2 separate regions of the Mus musculus genome follow, and region 1 is linked to region 2. A link is a contact called in public promoter capture Hi-C data. All regions are on one chromosome and are shown on one strand. Each heading gives the region's core, a stretch centred on a gene start, on an enhancer-like site or on the middle of the called end of the contact. The rest is flanking DNA. Distances are from core to core; before and after follow the strand shown. Region 1 holds the start of Serpinb5 (serine (or cysteine) peptidase inhibitor, clade B, member 5). Region 2 holds the start of Kdsr (3-ketodihydrosphingosine reductase).

The links. Capture Hi-C pulls out chosen DNA fragments and counts their contacts.
Region 1: a promoter capture Hi-C map of pancreatic islet shows a contact between it and region 2. The contact joins the promoter of Serpinb5 here to the promoter of Kdsr in region 2. A contact is called at or near these places in 9 of 484 Hi-C or Micro-C datasets (the AML12 cell line, B cells, CD4 T cells and 6 more), 3 of 115 datasets of contacts at active chromatin or transcription factors (embryonic stem cells, memory CD8 T cells and stem cell-derived neural progenitor cells) and 2 of 9 other capture datasets (liver and pancreatic islet).

What each region holds. Positions count from the first base shown.
Region 1 is chr1:106,859,692-106,864,416 of GRCm38.p6, reverse strand. Serpinb5 (serine (or cysteine) peptidase inhibitor, clade B, member 5) reads right to left here and starts at 3,242. Exons shown (of 7, transcript NM_009257.4): 1 at 3,157-3,242.
Region 2 is chr1:106,756,374-106,761,354 of GRCm38.p6, reverse strand. Kdsr (3-ketodihydrosphingosine reductase) reads left to right here and starts at 1,613. Exons shown (of 10, transcript NM_027534.2): 1 at 1,613-1,811. The coding sequence starts at 1,704.

The DNA of each region.
Region 1 (4,725 bases), core at 1,993-4,492, 100 kb before region 2:
GAACATCTACATCACAGCTCCTATATCTATGACTCAGGAAACATTTTGGGGAGAGGGATAGAAAGATTGTAAGACCCAGAATATGGGGAAGAGTGTTGTGAGTCTTTCCTATGAATGGCCTCATAAGCAGGACCAGAACAATGGAAATATCAATGAACACATTAACATGGAAGGGGGAGAGGGTTTGATGGGCTCAATACCTAGACAAAGAACTATTGACTGCTGGGAGAAGCCCTTTCTAAGGATAATGCCCTTCATTGGCTGTCCAATGCAGAGTGGCCAGCTTTGAAATCATATAGATACTCACAAACAAAACATATTCAGCAGGCTCTATTTAAACATATTTGTATCCACTCACAGAAGCATATATATGATATGAGGGTCTCTATGTGGTCTCTGTGTGTATCTGTGTTCTCTCTCTCTCTCTCTCTCTCTCTCTCTCTCTCTCTCTCTCTGTGTGTGTGTGTGTGTGTGTGTGTGTGTGTGTGTGTGTGTGTGTCTAACAAATGCAATAGAATAAATAGATGCTATCAATTTCACAGTGAGGGCCGTGGGAGGGATTTGAGGGGAAACACCCTGGGAGGGGCTGGGGAAGGATAGAGAGGAGGAAATGATGTTTCAATTAAAAATAAAATGAATGAATGGAGGCACATGCACTAGAAAGAGGGAAGAAAACTCACTTCTCTGAACTGATAGCTTACATAAGGATTTCCCAAGTATTAAGCACCAAGCCAGTAGTCAATCTGGAAACATAAAGGTCCCCATGGGCAGGGTAATTATACATTCCACTTTGCCTGAGACCACCCTAGTTTATGACTGCTGTCCTACATGCCTACAGTTAAATGATATAGGTCCATCCTATCTACAGACTATCTGCCACACTCATCTGATGAGCACACATATGAACTCTCATATACAGAGGTGGGGCGGGGGACTACGTGCTCCCAATGGAGGAACTAGAGAAAGTACCCAAGGAGCTAAAGGGATCTGCAACTCTATAGGTGGAACAACATTATGAACTTACCAGTACCCCGGAGCTCTTGACTCTAGCTGCATATGTATCAAAAGATGGCCTAGTCGGCCATCACTGGAAAGAGAGGCCCATTGGACACGCAAACGTTATATGCTCCAGTACAGGGGAACGCCAGGGCCAAAAGGGGGGAGTGGGTGGGTAGGGGAGTGGGGGTGGGTGGGTATGGGGGACTTTTGGTATAGCATTGGAAATGTAAATGAGCTAAATACCTAATAAAAAATGGAAAAAAAACTAAAATTTGCCAGACCTGATAGTTTATACTATAATACCAAGACCAAGAAGGTTGAGATAGGAGGATTGCCTTGAGTGGTGTGAGTTCAAGACCAGCCTGCCCTACAGAATGCGCTTGTGGCACTACATAGTAAGTTAAGATACTGTCTCAAACACGGTTTGATTTTCAGCATCAGAGTTGTATGGATAGTCTGTAGCCTAGCTTGCCTCATTGTACAGAATGCAGATGATCAAAGGCCTCTCTTAGGTATTTATTTATTTATTTATTTATTTATTTATTTATTTATTCTTTCTTTCACTATTGAATTGAAGATTGAAACTGGAGCTTTATGGCAAGTATTCTACCATGGAGTTATGACCCCAGTCCTTGTATTTAAAACAAACAAACAAAAACAAGTCTTCCTATGTTGTCCAGGCTGGATTTGAACTCTTCCTCTCCCATCTGGACCTTTAACTTGGCCATTCTCCTGCCTCAGCTTCCCAAGAGACTGGGATCCCAAGCATTTGTCACCAGGCCCATCTCCCTTGGAGCTTTGATGTGGCTGATCCTAGGGCAATAATATGACCCAATGCGTAAGAACACAGCCTTTATGCATCACTTTCTGACCCTGGGAGGAGAAAAATTGGTACCAGAATTTTAAATACATAGTCTCATACAGTCTATGCCATCGTGGCAACACCTGGTTCCTTGAAGCTTGAGCTTCACTGCTGACCCACTGGGTTACTGCCAGACAATGCCAGACCAGGCCACACCTAGTTAGCCCAAACTGCTGAGACTGCATGCTCCAAAGTCAACCCCAAACCCGGAGGGACTGAAATGGCACCCTATGAGGCGTGAGGAAGCATGGTACAAAGCCGCTGACTCACTTTCTAGACTCCCTTTTTGCTAGGGTTCCTTTTCTCCACCCATGTCAGAACTCATCCACACTTGCACTTACTTGAAGGTGACTGAAGCATGTAACACAGTTTGGTTAAAGATCCTCTTGGGACAAGGAGGACATGAAAGAAAATGTTTTCAGAACGTGTGTCATGAGAATAGTCTGAAGGCCTCCTTCCGTTTAAGTCACCTCTCCTTCAAGTCATGTGCCACCTTGCCACTGAGCAAACACTGGTCAAGGTCCCCCAGTTCTGAGTTCCAATTTGGGTAAATGAAACAACTTGTATTAAATTAAATTAAACAAATTATATTAACTTATATTAAATGGAGTTTTCAATATGAAATCTTTGAACAATGTCATTAAGCTATTATTGTTATCATTGTTTTATTATCATCATACTTATTATTATTACAACCCATCAGGAAAAGACAATAACCATTACATCTCAAATGTTCAAGATTTATGTTGTGCACAACTTTTTAAAAGTTTGCTGAGCAAGGAGGGCTGATTTCTGCCTAGAACATGGGTGTCAGAAAATGAGCACTGATCTAACGCTTAAAATGACAAGAAGTTCAACCCCTTAATGTCCACTACGAAGGTAAGCCCCTGTTCCTATCTTTTCGACCTTCTCTAGGCTTTCATTACCACACCCTTTCAAAGATTGGCATCTTGAGTACATCCTGGTTCCTACCTCCTCACTGTCCGGCTGTCTTCCCGGAATCACTGCTGTTCCCCCTCACCCCCAACCTCAACCCCCAGCACCATCAGCCAAGCCTCCTGTCCTCTGCCTTCTTCATATTCTGAATGTAGGTGGCGATGTGGTGGTAGTTCCCCCAGAGCCACTTTGGGCACACAAAAACCTTAGGAGCTGGCACCGAGGCTCATCATACTGAAGCCACGCTACCCTTGATAAAACACAACCATTTTCTTCAACATTTGGAGTCAACCCCTTAACTATTATATGACTTGTCCCTGAGAGAGAACTCAACAGCCCTGCGACCTCCCTTTGCTTACCTTGAGTTGCAGGTATCCCGGGAAACAAGATGCAAAAGGGGGGAAAAAGCCGAAGGAGCTCAGAGGCAGTGAAAGCTGTGCTCTCTGCCTGGGGAGCTGTGCTCACCTGTGACCACACCCAGGTCTTCCAGCCTGGCCCCGCCCAGCCTGCGCTGCCTGCACCACCCAACTGCTGAGCTTACTCATGACTCTTGGCAGCCTGTGCAAGATTGGAAGACATGATTCAGGCCCAACTTGCTGCTGCTGTCTGCACTGTTTCTGATGGCCTGCGACAAGCACGGGCAGGAAGGTTCTGTTGGTGGATCCTGCCCTGAGCTAAGCATACGCACGTATAAGCAAATAAAGACAACCAACCCTACCTGCCAAGGCAGAGCCAGAGGGATAAATGGGAGGACATAAGAGAAGAATAGGTGGTGATAGAAAAAAATTACTACAAATTCTAAGTCTGACCTCACATTTTTTTCTGTGTAGAGGGCTAGAGCGCCATCGATCATTCTGATAACATACACAGCATTACAGGCAAAATACACACTACCAAATTGATTAGGAGAGATAGTTTACTAGAATTGCAAGGGTGGGAGTGTCCTAATAGAGAACACAGCTTTGTCCTGAAACATTTTCGGAGAGTCTGATTTAACAATTCCAGGACTCCTGCAGCTCCTCAATCAGCAGTGAGATCTGTTTTGTTTGTTTGTTTGTTTGTTTGTTTGTTTTGTTTTGCTTTGCTTTGTTTTGTTTTGTTTTCCTGTCCTGTTGTCAGGGAAGCTCCTGAAAGTGAGCCAGTGTGTTTTCCAATGCAAACATCCTTGTTGTTCATGTGCTAGTTCGTTTCATCATCACTTTTAACTTCAGCATCCTCCACACTGACTACTAGAATTTGAAAGATAAGAACCAGCCCCACTCATTTCTTAACAGCCCTCCTTGATATCCCCATGACTTACTACAGCCAATGGGTGCTTGACTCAGTGAATGAAAGGTAGACAGCTTCTCCTTCTCCCGTCCTGAGTCCTATTAGCCAAGACCAAACTCATTAAATAAATAAATAAATAAATAAATAAATTCAACTCTGAAAGGAGCATTTCAGGCATCAATGGGCCACGTGAAGCAAGATCATGAAGATAGGGATATGGACTATGCAGTTCATAAGATACCGGTATCTAGCTGAAGTGAAGGAAGCATAGGTTTGAGTGTAGTCTTAAGTTTGCAAACTGTTCCTACCACTTACTGTTGGAGAAATCCTAAACAACATGCTTAATCTCTCTCCACCTCGATTCTTCACAGTTGTGAGGTGAAATGTGTATGCACATATATGACAGCAGTTAATAGCACTTTCCCTAGTCCTCAAAAAAGCTCAGGGAACAATCACAAAAGGCTGGACTGGGGTATTAACATCTAATTCATCACAACTATTCGCTCTGCACTGGGCTCCTCCCTGATTGTCACTGTGATCCAGAGACCTCCAGAGATCTTAAAACTTAACTCTTAGTGACTGCTCAACTCTCCCTTTTTCATGTTTTAATTTCCTCTGCTACATTCTTGTTCATTCTTTGCCCATTCTGGAGAGATGGT
Region 2 (4,981 bases), core at 364-2,863:
GTAACCACAACTACATTTCTTTAAATAAAAAAAAAAAAAAGGAAAAATATTTACCAAAAAAACAAAACCCACTATGGAAAGGTTTTAATAATCCTGAGGAAAAGAGTTTTGGAGTAGAGGGTTTGAAAGTCTGGAGTTGACCTAGCTGAGTGAAAAGTTATGCTACTACTTAAGAAAATGGTCTGGCAGAGCCCTTCAAATGCTGTTGCAGAGTGGCTTGAGGGCCAGCGATGAGAGAGCCAAAGCATGCACACTCAAAAGCTTATATGTGAAAGTACATAGATTTGGGATTTAATACCTTACTGTGACACAATAGCACAGGTTGTTCTTTGTTACGATTATAATACAATATGGATAGCCAGCTATATTGAGAAATAGAGTTTAAAATCTCTGGCTACCCAGTGAACCCTCCAAGTGTTGGAGGTTTGTTTTGCTCAAATGAGCTTTGGCCAAAGGCTAGATGTTAGCTTTATATCATCCTAATCCAGAAAGTAAGTTCTTTCTTTGCTTTGGGGAGGTTTAATAGGAATGGCTTTGTTTAAAGGAGGCTGGCCATACATGACCTTACCAAAAATGTATTCAGTGAGTGTGATGGTGAACGCCAAGACATACTAGTAGAGGTCAGAGGACAACCTACCTTGTGGGGCCAGAGGGATCTAGCACAGGACTTAAAGCTTTCTAGCAAAAGACCTTCCTTCCTTTTGGATCCAGTAGCTTTTTTTTTCTTTTGTTATTGTTTTGATCAAAAAGTGATGAGTGAAAAAATAATCTAGCCTACACTAGGATATTATCAACAATAAAAAGAAATTAAATACTGATAGGTACAGTATGGAAGAATCTTAGTATGCTAAGTCAAAGAAGCTAGGCACTGCAGAGGGCATATTATTAGAACTCCACTTGTATGAATAGACAAGTCCAGAGAGCTTTGTGATTGCCTATAACTGCACCATTTAAGAGAAAATGAGCTGGGCGTTGTGGTGCACGCGTTTAATCCCAGCACTCGGGAGGCAGAGGCAGGTGGATTTCTGAGTTCGTGGCCAGCCTGGTCTACAAAGTGAGTTCCAGGACAGCCAGGGCTATACAGAGAGAGAGAGAGAGAAACTGAACTGTGACTGTTAATGACTATAGGGTTGCTGTGTAGGGCGACAAAAGACTGTGGCGATAGTTTAGACACTAAACTAAAACTATTTTAAGTCGGTGGACCAGATGTTGGAATTAAATCTCTACAACGGTGGCTCCCCGCGCCTCCGCGTTTGCATCTGCTTTGGTTACAGGATGTATGTACAGTTTTCAGCGAAATTCAATTATCAGAAATCCAAGTCAACGCTCAAAGCGAAAGGGAGCGGTGACCATTTTCTGAGTGAGCCATAAATACACGAACTGGAATCTGTGATTTCAAAGAAGAATACCAGGACTTAGGCACAGAACAAAATCCGTGGATCCAAAAGCCACCGTTTGCAAGCCTCCCACGACGTTGGCGGGCGGGCCAACGGGGAGGCCAAGTACCCGGAGCCTACGCACGCACAGCCTGCGCAGCCGCAGCCTGAAGCTGAAGGGGGCGCGGGCCCAGGAGCTAGTCCGACAGCGGAGACCGCCCCGCCCAGGCTCCTCCTCTTCCCTTCGCCGCCGTCCCGCCCTCGCTCGCAAACCCAAACACTCCCGGCTGCTGGTGCATGTGATCTCCCAGTAGTCGCTCGGCAGAGATGTTGCTGTTGGCCGCTGCCGGCCTCGTGGCCTTCGTGCTGCTCCTCTACATGGTGTCGCCGCTCATCAGTCCCAAGCCCCTCGCGCTGCCCGGCGCGCACGTAGTGGTGAGTGGCCTCCTGTTGCTGAGCTTGCCCAGGACTGCTTGGCCGGCTTGGGCCAACGAGACCACGGTCCCGGAAAGGAACGGTTGAGTGGGGCGGGTTACCTACTGCCTTAGCCCCGGCATTGCCCTGCCCTGTCGGACCTCAGGAACCCGCCCTCCAAGGCGCCGGGCTACAGGGCAGTGTCGTGGAGAAGGCGCCAGCCTAGTTTCCAGGACTCAGGGGCTCTGCTGCTCGCTGATCCCCGGAGCATCCCTGTCTGCCACTGTTTGGATCTTCAGTTTCCCCAATGAGTCAACAGAGAGACTGAGAAACTTTGCCAAGGACACGGCAGTCGGTGACTAGCAGGATAAGGGCGCAAACCCGGATGGGAGTAGCCACAGCCAGGGAATCCTAAGGAGCCCACAGCAAGGAGGGGGTCTGGGCCTCTGGGGCTGGCCCAGGCAGCTGAGACTGTAGGGTGTCGTGTGCAAGTGACAAAGAGCCCCCAGAGGCTTCTAGGAAGTGATACACCTGAGGGGTGGCCTGGCAGGTTTGGCCAGCAGGCTTGTCTCTGAACTCAGCCAGGGTCTGCTGAGTACTGCTCAAGTGCAGTCCTTTCTGGCGTCAGAAGGAAGAGCTAACCAGCTTGATTAGAAGCTTAAGATGGAAGGAGATATGAGTGGTTTGGTTTGTTAAAGTCCGGAAGCTCGCACGTTCCTATGTGCAGGCTTGGCTATGCCTCCACCCCGCCCCCACAGCTCAGAGCCTCAACTCTGGCATTTCTCCTCGGTGTCCTATATAGACCCAAAACCCGAGGCACAGTGAGGCGAGGAGTTGCGAATAAGGACAGCTAGTATCCAAACCGGCAGCACGAATCTCCTTGGTGCCCTTAGGTGACTTACATGAGTGCATCCAAGTAAGTCCCCACTGCGTTGTTACAGGATAGAGTGGTTATCTTAGTATGATTTATCCCAAACAAGAATTTCTGGATGACAACATGTGTTTCCATTAATTTGTCTTTTGTAAAATTACTGATTTATTCCCAGCTGCTGCTATGCATGATGTGGAAAGAGTTATTAGAAAAAGCCAAAGTTTACAATCATGCCAAGTTGCTAAAGTTTTACATCCACAAAATCGTGACTAAAGCAGTTGAACTTGCCGGCTGAGGAAATGGCTCAGTTGGTAAAGTGCTTGCCGTGCATCATGCCCTGAGTTAGGGTCCCTAGCACCCACATGCTCACTGGGCCTATGCCTCTAACTTCAGCACTGGGGCCACAACCTGTGGATCCCTGGAGCTCACTGGATAGTTTGCCTAGACGCACGAATGATCTTCAGGTTCAGGGAGAAGCCTTGTCGCAAAAATTAAGGTGCAGGGTGACTGAAATGCCAGACACTGCCAGCCTCTGCACAGGTGCACCTACATACACAACGCTGAATCAACTTGTGCTTGTATAGCTCAGCTGTGGGGCAAGGGAGGAGAGCCAAAGTCAGAATGAAAACTAATTCGACAACTACAAGGTACTCACAACTACCCTTGGTACTTGTTCTTGTGTCCCCAGTCCCCGGCTCTTTCACAGAGGAGGTTAGGGCTGTTTCAATAGACGCATTCTTTTTCCCAACATATTTTTATTGATTCTTTGGGAACTTTACATAATGCACTCCAAAACACTCACTTCCCAGCCCTCCCAGGATCCTGCTTTAATACAATAAAAAATAATTACCGCTATGCATGTATGTATGTTTACTGGTATAAACAACATAGCATGGCTTATTCATATGGTGTCCCTATCTGCCTTTTTTAATATCTGAAGAGTAAAATGTGATTTAGTTGTGATCTGGGATCAGGAGAGTGAGCCAAGCTCTTTGTTTTTAGAGCAGTTCACATACGCTGGTGCTGTGGTGTCTGATCACAGCAGCAAAGCTTTGCTGGTCTTCTCATCCAGTAGATGATTGTTCAGTGTCCCTCCTTCTGGATGACTGAGAGTAGTGCTCCTAGCAGCAGGAAAGTTGCTGGTGCCCTTAGTAGGGCCTGTATGCTGCGCTTAAAGAGACAGTATCGTTTAAATGGTATTTGTAGTGATCAGTAACAAGGAGTGGTCAAGGAAGGGAAAGTAAATGGTTATCTTCGGGGCCCTCTGTTTAGATATAGTATACATTTAACGTTTTCTCGGCCATTGTGAAAAACCCACGCCAGTTCTTAGAGCATCCAGAAGAACATATTCCAGAATTAGCCTAACTGTATTCTTATATGCCACTCAAGACTTAGCTGCGTTGGCTAGATCCCTTTGAATGCACCTTGATCTGAAAACCAGGTCTCACTCCCAATGTGAGAAAGTGACACTGTTTGCTTTCCTGAAACCCGCCCTGGCTTTTGTTCACATAATACATCAGAGCATAAAAGATGTCTCAGTAACCTCATTCCTAACTCCATCAGCTTTCTGAACAATAAATAGGGAGACTTTTATTTGTGAGCTTTGACGTTTTGTTTTGTTTTGGTTTTTTGTTTTCATGGAAATGACATAGGAGAACATTCTGCAAACTGAGGAAAGTATTTATTGAGTGCCTGCTTGTGCAGGGGCCTGGCATGGTCTGTGATGAGTGAGACAGGCTGGCTTGGTATTGGTCCATAGGAGCCATGAGTTCAGCCAGGGAGCCAAGATATATCCAAAGTGAGTGCAGACTACATGGTGACCAGCCAGGAGGACTGACTGACTGATGTGTTCAGGAAAGGTTCCCATAGGGCGTGGGGGAACTGTGTGGGGGGATGTGTGATCCGGGGAAGATAAACAGCTTAAGGCAGCATTATAAAGCATGTGAGGAAATGTTTTAGAGGCTCTGACAAGTACTATGAGGAGTAAAAGTTCATAAACCAGAACAGCCCGTAAGATAGCCTGATATCAGAAGCCACGGAGATAACACTCAGCCAAGGCAACGTGTATCCTTCTATAGTCATCCTCAGCAGACATTTGGTTAATGATCTCCCAAGCAAACCTCTCCATTAGATCCAAGGTGAGACTACAGGGAAGTGACATATTCTCAAGAACACAGAGAGACACATCTATGCTTGGAGGGTTTCATGGCAATACGAACATTACAGTGTGGGAGATGTTCTTTCTGCATGGCTTTAGAGTAGCAAAATATTCAAAGTAATCCAAATGTCTGACTGGAAAGGAGCTAGGTTTTGACAGGAG